Linked DNA regions of Mus musculus: region 2 is linked to region 1. The links are chromatin contacts, called in public Micro-C maps. All regions are on one chromosome and are shown on one strand. Each heading gives the region's core, a stretch centred on a gene start, on an enhancer-like site or on the middle of the called end of the contact. The rest is flanking DNA. Distances are from core to core; before and after follow the strand shown.

Region 1 (2,700 bases), core at 31-2,530:
ATGGCTTGAGTGTAGGAGATGCTCTAGAGATGTGAACAACAGAGGCACAGAGGCCAGGTAGGATGCCAGCAACAATCCTGATAAAAGTCAAGGAAGACCTCAGTGGAAAAGGCAATCGAGAAAATGAGAGAGAAAGACATTTTGAATGTAGATTAAAGAGATTTAAAACAAATTGGATGAGAGGATGACGGAAGCATAGGAACCAAGAGTAAAGTTCAAGTTTCTAAATTAGACAACTGGATAGCTTATGAAACCATTAGTTCCCGTTAAAAAATATAGGAAGGGAGGGGTTGGGAGATGGCTTACTGGGTAAAGTTCTTACTGTGCCAGAGGAAGAGCTGATGTATATGTCTATAACTCCAGCCAGGAAGAGACAGAGACAGGTGGATCCTAGGAACTTCCTGGGCACCCAGTCTAATCGAAATAACAAGCCCCAGGCTTAAGGAAAAATCTTGTCTCAAAAAATAACATACAGTGGTAGAGGAACACACCTGATATCCACCACATGAGCACAAGTGGGTACATGCACCCCCCACATACATGTGCACACCAAACATATTCATACAAATACACACACACACACACACACACACACACACACACACACATGAAACTGAGGCATTTTTCCTTTGGGAATATAGGGAGGAAAGGGAAGAGTGGAGATACTACTCTTGCCTAGAGGAATTCGTAACCTATGGTTTGGTGTATGGTCAACACTCTTGGAAAGCAGTAATAAGGAACAAGTTGAGGTCTACAGCCAACTAAAGAAACCCAGCTTCCTCGAGTCATGCAAGCAAGCTTATTCTCAGAGCCACTGATAATTCTAGGCTAAGCCATTACGGGGAGTTAACAGGATAATTGCTATTTCTTTCCAAATCTCCCTGGAGATGGTTTCAAGGATTGACTTCTTTCTATAGCTACACTCTTTGTAGTGAGTCTGTGCACAAGTTTTCATAAAAGAAGAATATATTTGTTTTTCTCTTGACTTTGAGTTTGACTAATAAGGTATCGGTAAATGTGATTCCAACCGGGACCTGGAAGATGACTGTGCAGTAGGCCTCACCCTTCTAGATTTCACTCCCCACTATACAAATTAGAACTACTCTGAGATTCCATCTTAGCCCAGTCATAGTGGCTAAGAACTACAGTAACAACAGCTATAATCGTTGACAACAAATTCTAGCATTTATATGGGCAAAGGAAAATACTCATTCATTGTTAGTGGAAGTGAAACTCAGTAGTCAGTATGAAACCAGTCTGGAGCTTCCTCAAAAACAACTAGAAATGAATGTTCCACATGATCCAGCTCTGCCACCTCTTGTCATCGTTACAAAGGACTCTCTATCCTACTACAGAGACACTTGCTTATCCATTTTAACATATCCATGCCCACAATAGGCAGAAAATGAAAACTACATAGATGTTGGTCAATTGATAATGACACCATGGTATATTTACAAAATAAAGTATCATTTTGCTATAAAGAAAAAAGGAAAAGTTAAAGTTCTTAGGTAAATGGTAGAGCAAGAAACCACCATTCTGAGTGAGATAACTGAAACCCAGAAAGATGAAGGCCACATGTCCTCTCTTCTATGTGCATTCTAGCTTTGAATCTTTGGATGTGGGTGTTGAAATTGGAATACTCATAGAAGCAAGGAAACTGGGAAGGGGCTGTGGAGGTTTTAAGAGAAGGAGGGTGAAACACAGATGGTGTGAGGGAGAACGGAGAAATTAATGGAAAGGGAAGGGTTAAATGCGATTGGGGATGAGAGGGCAGAGAACTTAGTATGAGGAAGGTACTGAAGACCAATGAAGAGGCCATATTGAACCTACTACCATAGAAGCTTCCTAAAGTACGTTCAAACACAGATACAATGAAGTTTTAATTTTTTAATAAATTAATTAATTTTTTTACACTCCAGATTTTATTCCCCCCCACCATCCACCCTCTGACTAGTTCACATCCCATACCTCCTCCAAACCCCCCATCTCCACATGGATGTCCCCACCCCCCACCCCACCTGACCTCCAATCTCCCTGGAGCCGCTAGTCCCTTGAGGGTTAGGTGCATCATCTCTGAATGAACATAGAACCAGCAGTCCTCTGCTGTATGTGTATTGAGGGCCTCATAGCAAATGGTGTGTGCAGCCTGGTTGGTAGTCCAGTGTTTAAGAGATCTCAGAGATCCAGATTAATTGAGACTGCTGATCCTCCTACAGGGTCACCCTTCTCCTCAGCTTCTTTCTGCCTTTCCCTAAATCAACAACAGGGGTCAGCTGCTTCTGTCCATCGGCTGGGTGCAAATATCTGTGTCTGGCACTTTCAGCTGCTTGTTGGGTCTTCTGGAGTGAGGTCATTCTAGGTCCCTTTTTGTGAGCGCTCCATAGCCTTGGGACCTCCCCTTGAACTGGTTCCCACTTTGGACCTTCTTTTCCTCAGGTTCCTCTACATTTCCATCCCTGTAATTCCTTCAGACAGGAACAATTGTGAGTCAGAGTTGTGACTATGGGATGCCCTTTCTTCCTGCTGGAGGTGTGCTCTGTAAATTCCCTCTCCCTACTGTTGGGAATTTCCTCCCAGGTCTCCGGTGCATTCTGGAGGGTCCCCTCCACCCCCTACCTCTGGAGGTTGCCAGTTTCCATTCTTTCTGCTGGTCCTCAGGACTTCATTCCTTTTCCCTCACCCAGTACCAGATCAGGT
Region 2 (2,700 bases), core at 27-2,526, 140 kb before region 1:
CACACACACACACACACACACACACACACGAACTAGCATACACAGAAACACAGCGTATTTCAGGCACAGAGTGTCTTGCACATGTTTTGTTGTTTTGTTTTTTGACTGTTTGCTTGTTTTTTTATCCAACTCAGTTTTACAGCTGATGAAACATGTGTTGGGTCATCCAGATTATAAGGTCTTCAGGGAGATTTGCAGGGGTAAGACACGGTGTGTGTGTGTCTGTGTGTCTGTGTGTCTGTCTGTCTGTGTGTGTCTCTGTGTGTGTGTGTGTGTGTGTGTGTGTGTCTGTGTGTGTGTGTGTGTGCATTGGGCGATTCCTACTTGTTTTCACCTTGATGAACTAAGATTTCTGATTTCAGATGAATTCCCATGACAGGAAAACATATCTTTTTCCTGTTTCGTTTTGTTTTGTTTTGTTTTGTTTTGTTTTGTTTTGTTTTGTTTTGTTTTGTTTTGTTTTGCTTTGTTTTTTAAGAACACAAAATAACGGGGGTCTGGAGAGATGGCTCAGTGGTTAAGAGCACTGACTGCTCTTCCAGAGGTCCTGAATTCAATTCCCAGCAACCACATGGGGGCCCACCACCATCTATAATGGGATCCAATGTTCTCTTCTGGTGTGTCTGAAGACAGCTACAGTGTACCCATATATATTAAATAAATAAATCTTAAATTAAAAAGAACACACAAAAAATTTACTTTTTGTTTTTTGGTTTTTCAAGACAGGGTTTCTCTGTGTAGTCCTGGCTGTCCTGGAACTCAATTTTGTAGACCAGGCTGGCCTCAAACTCAGAAATTCACCTGCCTCTGCCTCCCAAGTGCTGGGATTAAAGGCATGCACCACCTCTGCCTGGCTAATTTTTTATTTTTTAATTTTAAATAATACAGGATTTTTAAAAATGTAATCTAAAGAATAGCACGTGAAAATTTTTAAAATACCACATGAGAATAACAAGTGATATTTTACTGAAGATTGCAAACTAAAAATTTACTAAAATAAAACCTACATGTATTTTAAACTAAATAAAAAATGTTTAGTTTAGCCTATCTTTTAAATTTAATGTTTTAAGTTTTTTATACATGTATGTATTGTATACTGAGCACATACCTCCTTATACTTTTCTGCCTAAATCATGGTTTACAATATAGTCACTGTTACACTGAAGTTCATTTTTGTATCGTTAGCCTGGCTTTTCTAAAGCTCAGCCTATTCAGAACAGAATCTGCCTGGTTGTGCTGGTGAATGGGTGTCAACCGAGAAACACAAAGCTGGAGATGTTCTTGCTTCCTGTTTCTGTGACCCAGTCCCTCTCAGTGCTCAGGGCTTCCAGGTCCCACCAACCAGGATTCCCAATTATCGTGAATGAGGGGTACCCTGCCAGCTTATGACACACTGCCTTAGGGATAAGAGAAGAAAATATTTTCATCCCAATAGACTCGGGGAGTGGTAGTCGTACTTAGCCTTTATTAGTTCTTTTTAAAATGCTGGGAAAAAAAATAAGGTTGGACAAGTTTCAGAAGAAGAACAAAAGGGGAATTGCTAAGAAACAGGAAACAAGCCATATGCAGAAAGCGACAGGCCCCAACAAAACCAAAGAAATGCCTCCCCTGACTTTGTCTCACAGAGAAGGAAGTGATACAGCTTCCTAATATATGACCCTGCTGTGATGGGCCTCTGCTTGAGAAGGAAACAATGGTCTTGGAGGGCCCAGGTTTTACATGAATTTTAAGTAGCAGTTTCTATATGTCCACCATGTAGTAGCGATGGACCATTCTGATACACAGTGTCCCAGACACTTTAGGTAGGTCTGGTGTTGAAAATGAATCCTATTATTTCCAAAGCCTGCATCCACTTCTTCTATACCACATTTTCAGAAGCAGGAGTACTTCCCAATGGTCCATCATGTTGGTGGGTTTTTATTAAGAGATGGCAGTGAGGTAAGAAATGAAACTCCAGAAGAACGAAGACCAAAGTGTGAACAGTTCGCCCCTTCTTAGAACTGGGAACAAAACACCCATGGAAGGAGTTACAGAGACAAAGTTTGGAGCTGAGACGAAAGGATGGACCATCTAGAGACTGCCCCACCCAGGGATCCATCCCATAATCAGCCACCAAATGCAGACACTACTGCATATGCCAGCAAGATTTTGCTGAAAGGACCCTGATATAGCTGCCGCTTGTGAGGCTATGCCAGTGCCTGACAAACACAAAAGTGGATGCTCAGAGTCAGCTATTGGATGGAACACAAGGCCCCCAATGGAGAAGCTAGAGAAAGTACCCAAAGAGCTGAAGGGGTCTGCAACCCTATAGGTGGAACAACAATATGAACTAACCAGTACCCCCAGAGCTTGTGTCTCTAGCTGCATATGTAGCAGAAGATGGCCTAGTTGGCCATCATTGGGAAGAGAGGCCCCTTGGTCTTACAAACTTTATATGCCCCAGTACAGGGGAACGCCAGGGCCAAGAAGTGGGAGTGGGTGGGTAGGGGATCAGGGATGGGGAAAGTGTATAGGGGAATTTTGGGATAGCATTTGAAATGTAAATGAAGAAAATACCTAATAAAAAATTGGAAATAAAAAAAAAGAAGGCTATTGATGGCAGAAAATAGTGTTGGTTCTTTATTGTTTATATTTATATTTTATTAACTTATTTATCAAATAGATATTACTGATGAGATGTGTTCTCATCAGTATCCTATT

The links. A called contact is a pair of places that touch in the nucleus more often than the background predicts.
Region 2: a contact with region 1 is called in a Micro-C map of macrophages, with 3 times the contacts expected there. The contact joins two enhancer-like sites. A contact is called at or near these places in 1 of 15 datasets of contacts at CTCF or cohesin (the NIH/3T3 cell line), 6 of 484 Hi-C or Micro-C datasets (B cells, conventional type 1 dendritic cells, liver and 3 more) and 1 of 115 datasets of contacts at active chromatin or transcription factors (neural progenitor cells).

Annotation. Positions count from the first base shown.
Region 1 is chr15:53,413,556-53,416,255 of GRCm38.p6, reverse strand. It overlaps a transcript of Samd12 not described here. Among named protein-coding and RNA genes, the nearest start is that of Ext1, 69 kb to the right of the region's middle. Within about 2 kb of position 1,280, at least 34 of the 459 cell types and tissues checked have an H3K27ac peak or open chromatin away from gene starts, as enhancers often do. A contact at or near this core is called in conventional type 1 dendritic cells, macrophages and peritoneal macrophages, where this site is marked.
Region 2 is chr15:53,555,212-53,557,911 of GRCm38.p6, reverse strand. The region is part of intron 4 of Samd12 (sterile alpha motif domain containing 12); the gene reads left to right. Among named protein-coding and RNA genes, the nearest start is that of Gm23200, 57 kb to the left of the region's middle. Within about 2 kb of position 1,276, at least 41 of the 459 cell types and tissues checked have an H3K27ac peak or open chromatin away from gene starts, as enhancers often do. A contact at or near this core is called in conventional type 1 dendritic cells, macrophages and peritoneal macrophages, where this site is marked.